Regions from separate parts of the Zea mays genome. Here all the other regions are linked to region 3. The links are chromatin contacts, called in public Hi-C maps. All regions are on one chromosome and are shown on one strand. Each heading gives the region's core, a stretch centred on a gene start, on an enhancer-like site or on the middle of the called end of the contact. The rest is flanking DNA. Distances are from core to core; before and after follow the strand shown. Region 1 has its middle 44 kb from the start of LOC100274073. Region 2 holds the start of LOC100193743 (Malate dehydrogenase). Region 3 holds the start of LOC100273887.

Region 1 (3,856 bases), core at 1,328-3,827, 280 kb before region 3:
ACAATGTCCTAAACTGTTTGAGAGCGTAATCAAACATGTTGATTGAGAGCTTAGTTTTGTAATTAGTAATTGCTTGAATTTGACAGCTCTTTGAGTACTGTACTGAAACACAAACGAAGCAACTGCCAACCCAGCTCAAGGGTTATGTGTCACAGCCGAGTCTTCAAATGTATGGCTGACGAGTGATTCAGAAGGTCTGTATACTGCTAGAAGCAATGTTTCCAACCTATTAGTTTAAACCCAGTCATCTAGTCATGAAAATGGAAGGAGGGTGTATGGATCTGTTGCTACTGCGAATTTGACATTTTTATTGCAGAGTATCTATTGCAATCAATTACCAATGTAGACTGATTTAGCTATGTAATTAATGAAAAATGGAAGAAGCAATACCAGTGCCAGAGAGGTATACAAAATATACTTGTAGTGTAAGTAGATGTTGTAATTAATGAAAGGTGTCCAAATCCCTGAAAAATTTTGACCACACATTGTTCAATTGAATAAATTTCAACAGAATTAGACTGGTTTAGTTGTGTAAGTAATGAAAAATGGAAGAAGCAATTGTCCCATGGTCAAATAACTGATGCAGACTGGTTTAGTTGTGTAAGTAATGAAAAATGGAAGAAGCAATTGTCCCATGGTCAAATAACTGATGCAGGTATGAATGCCAATTTGAACTGTTATTGTACTACAGTGCAGCAGCAATTGTCTCATCCTTATCCGATTTAGCAACTAAGAGCAAATAAGAAAGAAACTGCAATAATCCTATTCTTTTCTTTATCTGATTTGTCAAAAATGATAATGGAAGGGTCATCCTGATTAAGCTTTGGTTGCTCAATTTGACATTTCCATAGTTTAAGTACATCACGTGGTTTACAGTTCATTATGAAAAAGAATATCACAAACAACAATAATTAGCATAGAGCCATCAAAATTGTACAATAAAAAATAAGTTGCAACGAAGCACACCATTTCCTACTCATTGCTGGGCTGAATACTATTAAAAAACAATGGAAATGATCGCGCATGTGAACTGTATTATACTACAACAACAGAAAATGGAAGCACCAGTGCTTTACGTTTACCTCCTAGTTTGTAGGCATAACACATGTATCTTGCACTTGTGACTCAATCATCAGATCCAAATACAAATGCTCTTGTCCATAGCCGCCACCGTGGATCTAGCACCTAAATAACCGCCAGCCACAGCTTGGCCTCCCACCGTGGCGTCACACCTGAGCAGAACGAGGCCGCTACACAGGCTACAGCGTAGGAGTATGACCTCAGGAGGTGGTGGCCCCCGCAGCTGATTGTTGGTTCAAACTTATGAGGTCCGATGCAAGGATGCGGGGCGGATGGGATGGCTCGGGTCGGTAGTGGAAGAGGAGAAATCTGGGCATACAGCAGCAAGGAAGGCGGGGAGGCGGCCCAGTACTGCTCCTCCACGACGCGCTCTCGGCGGTCGCGCCAGTCGACCTCCGCGGTGGAGTGGCGCTCACAGGCCGCCTCTGCCTTGGAGTTCACGCACATCTTCTTTGGCATCTGGGTCCTGTCGTGCGACGGCTGGTGGCGTGGCGTGGGGCTGATGTGACGGCCGAATGGGTCGAAGGAACTGCAATCTGGACTCCGCTTTGCGTTTCAGGGGAATGGAGGGAGGCAAGAGCAAGAGCCGGCGGCGGCGCAGAGCCGAGGTGGAGGGAGAGGATATCGCCGACGAGGACCGAGATGGTGGGGCGGCTCGTGAGGGGATGGGGGTGGCGACACGCGCGAAGCCGAGGTGGAGGGAGAGGATCTCACCAATGAGACCAGGATGGGGCGGCGGCGTGTGCAAGGAGATGGGCTCGGGTGGTGATAGGGGAGCGGTTTCCACCTGCGCGATGGGAATGATAGAACCGAACCAGGAATGGGAATGGAAGAACGTGAATGGTAGGGAATGACAGAACAGGGAATGAGCAACCTACCCCTTACTAACTTAATAGTTGGTAGAGATTATGGACTGGAAAGCGGTTTAGAGTAATATATATACAGATTTATACATATAGCAGTGCGAAAGCTAAAGAGGAAAGCATAGGCATATGTTATGCAGGCAGTGCTCTAACTGTTTCGCAGGTAGTTTGATCTTTGTCTTGAGTGGAGACGGGGATGTTGCCTCTTTAGTATCTTGGCTCTCCATCGGAAACCACTGCAGATTGATGCGTATCTTGAAAATTTGAAGTTGTTTGATATGAATGTGACTTTTATTCTGTAATAATTGTACGGGGGAAAGATGAGGAGATGTGCAATTAGTATACCTAAGAATGTAACGTAGAAAGATCATTTCTCTTCATCAAAGTTTTCCGCGGCCTTTTGTGCTGTGCTAGGTCGAACTACCTGTTTGTAATGTTAGTTATACAGGTTAGCATAGAAGTACAACGCTGTGAACGGAAAATGCACCCAACACGTTTATAAATGCAGTTTTCTCCGTTTAACGGGGGCGTTCACGTTATGGGCCCCCTTTTCATGTTTCTGGGCAGATGAAAATTGGGCTTTTGGCAGGCTGAGCACCGTAGGGTTTGTTTCACTTGCCGCCGCCGCCGCCTCCCAGCTCTGCCTCCTCCAGCCCTCGCCCAGGGTCACGTGGCCTCTGGCGCTCGCTTCAAGCCCACCTATGCTATGCCTTCGACCGTGCTTGCCGGCTCGTCTCAGGCGCCGCCGCCGCCGCCGAGTCGCCCGGCTCCCGAGCTCGCCCTCCTCCACGCGCCTCCTGTCCTGTTCTGTCCTATCCTATCCTATGTCCCTGTAATGCCCCTTGGCCACGTCGAACTCCGCCGCGACGTTGAGGTCGCCAAGGCTTCATCTCCGACGAGACACCAGACACGGTAAGTCTATTTGGTTCATTCGATATTCCGTTATTCGATAATCTCCATAGAAATTCGTGACAAGGTTTTATATCCGCCCTACGGGCCGGCCACACAAACAGTATCACTAGTTACAGCAAAAAAAAAAAAACTCTTATGACTAGTTTAAGAACTCTATTTTATCAAGGGATTTTTATTTTTTTAATTTTTCTTAAGAAAATAGAAATCCCTAAAAAAAATGGGGTTCTCAAACTAGCCCTTAAAGCGAAATACTATTTGTCGGACTCCTGTCAAGATTACAGTCGTTTTCACAGTACCATTGCTTCAGTCTGTCCACCGTCAGTCATGACATCTGCATGTTAGATTTTGTGGTGTCTAAGATCAATTTCTAAGCCCCTAAAATACCAATCTGTACTTGAAAAAACCTCGATGATGAGTAGATCTATTCTACTGAGTTGTGTAGGTAGACATACCTTCGTTGTTGTTGTTCATGGTAGCAGCCATGGCAGTGGTGTCTTGCATCGTAGACCCGCCTCCTCCTGCTCCACCACCTTCCTGCGTGTTCTGGCGAGGTTTGGGTTCGCCGTCGCCAGTCGGCGGTGGATATCCTCTTCCAAGAGCACCTGCATGCGGCTCGGATCCCATGCCCGTTGGGGTGATCACGGAGCTCGACACCATAGATCACAACTCTTCCTGTCACTACGCACGCCTAGGTGATGGGGACCTGTGTGGATGTCGATTAGGGTTTGTGGTCGAGCGATTAGTGTTATCTAAGCTCGATGGCCCCTTAATCTATATATATGGTGTCGTGTGGCCGGGGCTGCAACCAACGGTTAGGATAGCCCCCGATCAAGGGTGCAGATAGACGGTTAGGATTAACTCTACCCTGGTTCCTGTTATCTGGCTCATGTAGAGGACACACCCTAACAATCTCTCCTTTGTTCTCGACATACCTTACACATAGAGACCGATGCGTGACAACGACCGATTAAGTATCGTTGTACTCATTGACTACAACATGC
Region 2 (4,008 bases), core at 1,203-3,702, 470 kb before region 3:
TAACAGCAACAGCAACCATCTCTGCGTCTTCCTCCTACACGTTGACACCAAAACAAAACAAAAAACTCTAGGCTGCAAAACTTAAAAGCCATTCAAGACCATTGTCCCTTTATTCTCTTGTGGACATCCAATTCACTTGCTTCACTTCAAACAGATGCAGCAGCCTCCTGCTGTTTGCTGGCGAAGGCGACACCCTTCTCAATGCTTCCCTTCAACTCGGCCTTAAGCGCGTCAAGCGCCTTGGCCTCGCACTCGGTCACTCCCTCGAGGTCGGCAGAAACGATGGATTCGACACCACTCTTGCCGAGCTTGACTCTTGTTGCGAAGAATGGCAGATCGGTTGCCTCGGACTGGATAAATGTGCACTCGTAAACATCGGGGTCACCGGCCAGGGCGCGGAGAGACGACTCGACGAATCTGGCAGCAGCGTAGGCCATGGACAGGGTAGCAGACCCAGCACCAGCCTTTGCCTCCACCACCTCTGTCCCGGCATTCTGTATCCTCTTTGTCAGCTCCTCAGCTTCCTCATCTGTGAAGGTGACGGACGGCCTGGTCTTTGATAGCAACGGCAGAATTGTGATCCCAGCATGGCCACCAACAACTGGGACATCAACATCGATGAGCTTAAGGTTCTTCTTCTGCGCCACAAATGTGTTAGCCCTGACAACATCCAGGGTGGTAACCCCAAAAAGCTTCTTGAGATTGTAGACGCCCTTCTGCTTCAAAACCTCTGCTGCGATTGGCACGGTGGAATTCACCGGGTTGCTGATGATATGGATGAACGCCTCGGGGCAATTGTCCGCGACAGCCTCAACAAGTGACTTGACGATGCTCGCGTTGATGTTAAAAAGGTCATCACGAGTCATGCCCGGCTTCCTTGGGACCCCGGCAGGGATGACAACAACATCCACGCCTTTCAAGCAGCTGGCTAACTCTGAGGGCCCAGTGAAGTCAAGTACCTGAGCGGGCGTGTTGCAGTGGCTGAGATCTGCAGCGACTCCCTTGACATTAGCAATATCATACAGATGCAGCTCGGACACCAGGGGAGACATCTTAATCAATAGGCCCAAGGGTTGACCGATGCCACCAGCAGCACCGAGCAGCGCCACCTTGTAAGATGCATGTGGCGATATCTGAGATCCAGACTTTGCCTTGGGCACAATCCTTGTAGTAACAGCCGCCCGAAGGGATGCGTTCCTACCCAAGAATGATGATTCAGAGCCAAAGCTCGGCACCTTTAAGCCAGCGTAGCTTGTGGCTCCAAGGTTCCTTGGCTTATGGATCAACCCAGCTTGGGTGCTAATTAGGCTGAAGGTAACGGTTGACGCCATGTCTGACTGCAGCCAAAAAAAAAAAACCATCAGGTACGATACTCAGGTGAGGTAACAGATTATAGACAGAGCGGTAGCTTAAAGAATCGGATTTAGAAGCAGTAATAACCAAGAATGAAACATGTATCACCACCAGGTGATCGATATAGAACAGGAGTTAAAAAGAGCTTTCTTCCAAGCATCAATAGATTAACTAGGGACACGCACGAATACTGGGAGTCGGAATATCAGATCCATCACGACCTTGAGTAACAGTGCATTAATATATGAAAAAAATGTTCGTGAGTCGGTCTGGCACGCAGTATATAACAACGCGAATCGTTCAACAGAATTGCTGAGTTCATTCATGGAGTATATATGGACAGAACTCAGAGCAGGCGTAGGTCTATTGCCTGACTTGCCAACTCTTGAGAAAATGAGGCCAACATTCCTATTTGCCATAACTAACCTATCGACCTACCCAGCTAGATCAAATTGCCTGCATAATCCGATAACCGTACAGAGTATGGAACGTAGTATCTACTGGGAATTCGACGGAGATGAATGAAGGCATGAAACCGAGCAGAAGCCAGGGAACGTGCAGATCTACACACGGCCCGAGGGAAGGAGCGGCGAAGAGGAAGAAGAAAAAAAAAAGCAGATCCCACCTGCAGCGACGGCGGCCGGGATCCAATCTAATCGAAGGAGAAGGGCAAGGCGAAGAGATGGGGCTTCGTTGGTAGGTGGGCTTACCCTTGCGTGCTCTCCTCGGCGGGGGCTTTTGACGGCTCCTTTACCTGGCTCTCCTGGGGCTCGTTGGGGCAGAGCCGCAGAGGGCAGGGCAGCGCGGGGCGGGAGGCTCGTGAGCAGCGGCAATGGCCAGCGGGCACGAAAAAGCGCTCGTCCTTGGCCCCCCTTCCTCGCCTTCGGTGGTATAGATACGGGGCAGGAGCGGCGGCGCGTTCGGTAGTTTTTCTATTGCGCCCGACGAACCGACGGAGACGGAGGCGGCGAGGGCGACTGCGGTGCGGCCTAGGAAACAACGGAGGGGGATTCCCGCCCGCCCGTGCGCGCGTGGACCCGGTCTATGGGGGTACGGACGCGAGCGCCTAGATTGTTTTTGGGAAGTTGCGGCTGTGCGAGTGGCGGCCCTGGTGCGCCGGGTGTTTGGACCGGGGAGTAGGTGAGGCGCGCCCGCGGCACGGCGGCAGGCGAGGAGCCGACGGGATTCGGGAATATCCCGCGACGCGACGTGGAGGCGCCGTGTAACGGTGGAACGCACGCAGGGGAACGCCGTTGTTTTTGGACACGTTTTTCTTTCCCCAGGCTCGCGAGCTGGTCGGGGTCGGCGCGGTGAGAGGAACGGCTCTCTGTCTCGTTCGTCGACCTCTTTGTTGCCACGTCTCTCCGTGTGCGACTGCGACTCTGCGAGCGGCCTGGGAAGGAGGAGGGGATGGCTGGGCCTCGGGCTTCATTCCATCCGACGAAGCAATGTGGCTGAGTGGGCCTGGCCCAGCCGTCCAGGCATAATCTAGTTGCATCTGGACTGGACATGTTTCTCTCGAATAATTTGTGTTTGAGCGCGGTTGTAATCGAGAGAGAGAATGATGGAACTACGACCGTTATTATTCATCGATCGTATACTTGTACGTTTTAAACAGTCGCTATGGGTCAGTTAGGACCTTGATCAAGTAGTTTTTTTCCCTGAGAAAATATATAGAATTTGATGAAGCCCGTGTTTCCAAACAAAGATTAGAATTTAATGTCAAATTAATAATAACAAAACAGTAGACAGTGAATGCATGCAAAACGATTCTATGGCGAGGTACTATAAATACAAAACGAACGTCGCGTTTATAGAAATTTGTCACACCGGATTTTAGGGTCCAAAAACTAGGCACGAAATAATTACTAAGTGTGCTATGATCAAGTCTTACACGTATGATGACTCATGATACAAAAACAAATGTCACATCTTTACTATATAATAGGAGTTCTATACAAAATAAATATTTACATCATACGAAGACATCGATCCAGCAACCATAGTTGATTGGGAGACGACGGTCTAGACCACTCACGTACTCATCACAGTATCCTTCACGCACCTCATCCTGTGGTACCTGTCCTTGACCTGGGGGATGTGAGTACAATAAGGGTGAGCTCACATACATTGATTACTCAACATGTTGTGGAGAATAATGTGCATGAAGTCACCAAAGGTGGGAGCTCATGTGAAGTATAAGGCTTACAAAAGGATATGGTTAAAGCTGAGCATTGCTTTTAAAGTTAGTCAAAATTTTATTAGCAGTTACTAAGTATAAGTAGATACTAACCCAATTAAGTAAGAGATCAAAATTAATAATAACACCCGCGATGCAATACATATGATAGATTAAGTTTAGTTCCATAAATTAATCATGCGAGAGTCCTGAGCTGTTCATGACCGTGACTCGTGAGCACGGCTGACATACCAGTTTTACACTCTGCAGAGGTTGCGCCCTTTACCTACAAGTCGTGTATCCCGTCAGCTAGGGTTAGCTGGACCCTTAGACACTTCTGAGGTGAATGGCTAGGGATCAACTACGAGGCCTTTACAAAGTTCCACTAGCTTCAGAAAACCCGCTACAGTTTCTATGGAGCGCAAGATAGGAATCCCTCATCCGAAAAGCCATCACAGCATGATCGACCCGAGAAC
Region 3 (3,719 bases), core at 206-2,705:
TGAAACCCGCATGCACCACCTGCAGGGGCCTCTATTTAATTTGCGCTGGTCTCGTACTTGACGTTGCGTCCTGCTGCTCCTTTGAGATTCCTGCTGGAAGATTGCGATCTCTGCCTTCTTTTCTTTTCTTCTTTTTTTTTAAAAAAAACAAAAGGCATCAGTTTGAGTACTTTTATTGGCTAAGTACGAAAACATTAACTCCCGGTCAAGAGAAAGGTGGTGTGTGTTTGTGCGTGCGTGCGTGTGTGTTTAATAAGGCCCAGCAGCCTCCCTGAGCTGGTCGTTTTATATGGCCAGTCAAGCGTTGCAGAGTAGTATATTGTCTATGCATTACTACTTGACTAAGCAGCCACTGAACTCTGCACAGGTCTACTTGGCCCTCAGAGTACACATTATTCACCGGCCAGTCGTCGTGCAAAGAGCACAGTTTCTGTTACCGCTGATGATTGGATGCCGTAATTAATAGCCGGTTCCCATTCCCGTCCAGATTTCCATCGCGATTCGCGAGGAAAAGCGTCCGTGTGTGTGTACACGCGCTTCAAACTGTTGGGCGCATGTACACGTACGTACGCTCGGACGTACCGATCCACTGTTGAGAGTGAAAACTGAATGGGGAGGGGGAGAGAGAGAAGAAAGAGAAAGAGACCAGTAGCAAGTAGTAGTAGATCGACGATCAGGCAGGCGGGCTACAGTGCTAACCTTCTCTCTCTCTATCTCTCTCTGGCCGTGCGTCGTCCTTGCAAGCCACACATGTGGTGAGATGACATCTACACGTGCGGTGGGGACGCCCGATGCTTTGTTAAACTCGGTGAAAGCCATGAGAGATGGCAGCGGGCGGTGTGGTGGTAGTAGTAGACAGCTGGGACAGTGACAAGCCTTGCGTGCAGTAAGATCTTCTGCGCCCTTACCTTAATTACCCCTCCTCCGCCTCCAGTTTTTACCGCGCGAACCCTAGTAAAATAACTCCCGCCAGTGTGCTCTCTCTCTCTCTCTACGACTATTTTTCACCCCTTCTTTCCCAGTTCCGTGCCTTGCACTTCGCCTTTTCAAAAAGCTTTTGCCATATGCAGTACACATGTGTTAATAGAGTAGTAACTTTCTTTTCTTTTGCAAACTGATTGAGATCCAAAGCAAGCAAGCAAGCAAGCTGTATGTACTTGCAAACAACACCCTTGGTAGCTATCCCCCTCCCGTGCCCGTGCCCGTGCCCGTGCCCTGCAATCCCCGACCCGGAGCAGCAGCCACCACCGGCGCGGCGTCCCGCGAGCCAGCACAGACGATCCCTCCCCATTCCCGCCCGCACTGCCCAGCACCAGGAGGAGCAGCTAGCCTATCCAACAGTGAAAAGCACACACGCGTTCCGGACTCCGGACTACGCCCGGCCCTCCCCTCCCCTCCCCCTCCTCCTGCGGTTTTTAGACAGGGGAGTGCGTGCGCCCGAGCGATCCGTCCATCTGACGGGAATGAGAGGGTGCGTGCGTGCGTGGGGGAGAGTGAGATGCCTGCCTCCCTGTAGCGTGTAGGAGTAGCTCTGGCCTCTTCCTCTACCTCCAGCCGTGCGGTTTTCTGCTGCGGAAGAAACGGGAGCAGTGTCGCTCGTCCCGCTCGCGCGCACATCCTCAACTCGTCTCCGTCTCTCCCGCGGCAACTGACGACGATGCCGTGCTCGTCGCCGGCCCCGACATGGCTGCTGCGAGTGTCGCCAGCGGCTGCCGCGGCCGACCAGGCCGCCGCCTCGTCCTCGTGCTCATCCAAGGGCGGAGGCCGCGTGCTCACGGCCGGTACCACCACCATGGACACGGCCGCCACCGCTGCCGCCGGCGGCAATGCCGCCGACCTCCAGGAGAGCAGCAGCAGCGGCCAGTCCCGGCTCGCGGCGCGCGGCCACTGGCGCCCAGCGGAGGACGCCAAGCTCCGTGAGCTCGTCGCGCTGTACGGGCCCCAGAACTGGAACCTCATCGCCGAGAAGCTGGACGGCAGATCCGGTACGCGCGTCCATCATCATCATCTTGCATTGTGGTAATCTCATCTGACTGACCTCAGCCTCAGGCTCAGCTGCACCGATCATCCATCCCCATACAAAGACACTGTATACATACATTTTAACAACAACAAGGTTTAGCTCCGCATGGCCTATTACTGCAATGCTTGCTGCGCAGGGAAGAGCTGCCGCCTCCGCTGGTTCAACCAGCTAGACCCCCGGATCAGCAAGCGCCCCTTCAGCGACGAGGAGGAGGAGCGCCTGATGGCTGCGCACCGCTTCTACGGCAACAAGTGGGCCATGATCGCGCGCCTCTTCCCCGGCCGCACGGACAACGCCGTGAAGAACCACTGGCACGTCATCATGGCGCGCAAGTACCGCGAGCAGTCCACGGCCTACCGCCGCCGCAAGCTCAACCAGGCAGTCCAGCGGAAGCTCGAGGCAGCCTCCGCCGCGGTCGCAATGCCGCCGGGCGCGGGCGCGGGAGACGTCGCCGTCGGCCAGCACCACCACCTGCTGGCCGCCGCCGCGGCGGCCCACGCCCACGACGCCGCCTACAGCTTCGCCGCGGACCCCTACGGCTTCGGCATCCGCCACCAATACTGCACCTTCCCGTTCCCGCCAGGCGCCGCTTCGGCTGAGGACCCGCCGCCGCCAACGCAAATACATCCCTTCTGCTTGTTCCCTGGTGAGCACTCCGGCAATCCCTACCCGGCCCGCCATTACCTGCTAGCACGACACCGCACTCGCACGCCACGGATGGGATGATGTATGTATGACAGGCGGGCCCCTGCTGGCACAGTAACTCCCGGCTGATTGTTGCCCCCCACCGAGTCCGGCCGGCAACACTGGCTAACAGACGAGCTCGAGAAGCTCGCGGAGCCCATCTATGAGCGAGTGCGACGGGGACTGGTCTAGTGTTCTCCTAGCCGCCAGTGATGGATCATGGATTTTCTTTTATTTTTACTGTGACCTAGCCGGGCTTTGTTTACAGTGTTCGTGTGACGAGACCTATCTATCTACCTGAGGGCTGAGGCTGAGGGGAGGGGCTAGCTGTACCTGTACGGTTGCGGCTGCTGCGTTTGCACTGTAGAGGGTGGAGGATGATCGATCGATCGAGGAGAGGAGTCCGCACGGTTCGGCACACAGTACATTCAGGCAGGCAGGCAGGCGCACAGCATCGATGAACCGTGATTCCATGATAGGGAGAGACACGGGGACGAATCAATGGAGGCCTCGATCGGGCGGTGCACTGCAGCACGGCCTCCGACCCGTCCGATCCCGCCGCAGCGTGGGTAGCCAGGCACGCACAGCCTTGCTCGCCACCGGCCCCTGGCGGGCGTAAATGCCTTTGCTTGAAATAGGAAGCCCTGCGGGCGAGATCTCGTCGGCATCGGAGACCAGACCAGGCACGCACAGGCCGCGCCGGCCGGGAAGACTTTGGACTTTGAGCACGGCGCCACAGTGGCGCGCACTGCATGTCGCACAGTGCCGCACACGCTCGCTCGCTGCCAAGAGGTGAGCAGAGCAGAGCAGCAGTGAGGGGCTTTAGATGACGTGCCAAGGCGATGCCCGCCATCAATGCGCGAGGGCGCTACCTGCCTGCCCCTTGTTGCTCACCTGCTGCTGTGCTGTGCCTTCTGTTCTCGCATACAACATATCTCCTGTGTGCTGTGCTGTGCTGTGCGTGCGTTTTCTTTTCTTGGAGGGTTCTGTTTGCTTCTTAATTCCCTGCTCA

The links. Hi-C and Micro-C count contacts between places; a contact is called where the count stands out from the background.
Region 1: a Hi-C map of leaf shows a contact between it and region 3, with 2.9 times the contacts expected there. The contact joins the enhancer-like site here to the promoter of LOC100273887 in region 3. A contact is called at or near these places in 5 of 25 Hi-C or Micro-C datasets (ear, leaf and tassel) and 1 of 3 datasets of contacts at active chromatin or transcription factors (leaf).
Region 2: a contact with region 3 is called in a Hi-C map of tassel, with 3 times the contacts expected there. The contact joins the promoter of LOC100193743 here to the promoter of LOC100273887 in region 3. A contact is called at or near these places in 3 of 25 Hi-C or Micro-C datasets (ear, leaf and tassel).

What each region holds. Positions count from the first base shown.
Region 1 is chr1:218,128,309-218,132,164 of Zm-B73-REFERENCE-NAM-5.0, forward strand. No RefSeq gene overlaps it. Among protein-coding and RNA genes, the nearest start is that of LOC100274073, 44 kb to the left of the region's middle. Within about 2 kb of position 2,578, at least 17 of the 20 cell types and tissues checked have an H3K27ac peak or open chromatin away from gene starts, as enhancers often do. A contact at or near this core is called in ear, leaf and tassel, where this site is marked.
Region 2 is chr1:217,940,639-217,944,646 of Zm-B73-REFERENCE-NAM-5.0, forward strand. It overlaps LOC100193743 (Malate dehydrogenase), which reads right to left and starts at 2,453. Exons shown (of 2, transcript NM_001138830.1): 1 at 2,064-2,453; 2 at 1-1,337. The coding sequence starts at 1,331. The coding sequence ends at 147.
Region 3 is chr1:218,412,111-218,415,829 of Zm-B73-REFERENCE-NAM-5.0, forward strand. It overlaps LOC100273887, which reads left to right and starts at 1,456. Exons shown (of 3, transcript NM_001367343.1): 1 at 1,456-1,985; 2 at 2,160-2,669. The coding sequence starts at 1,658.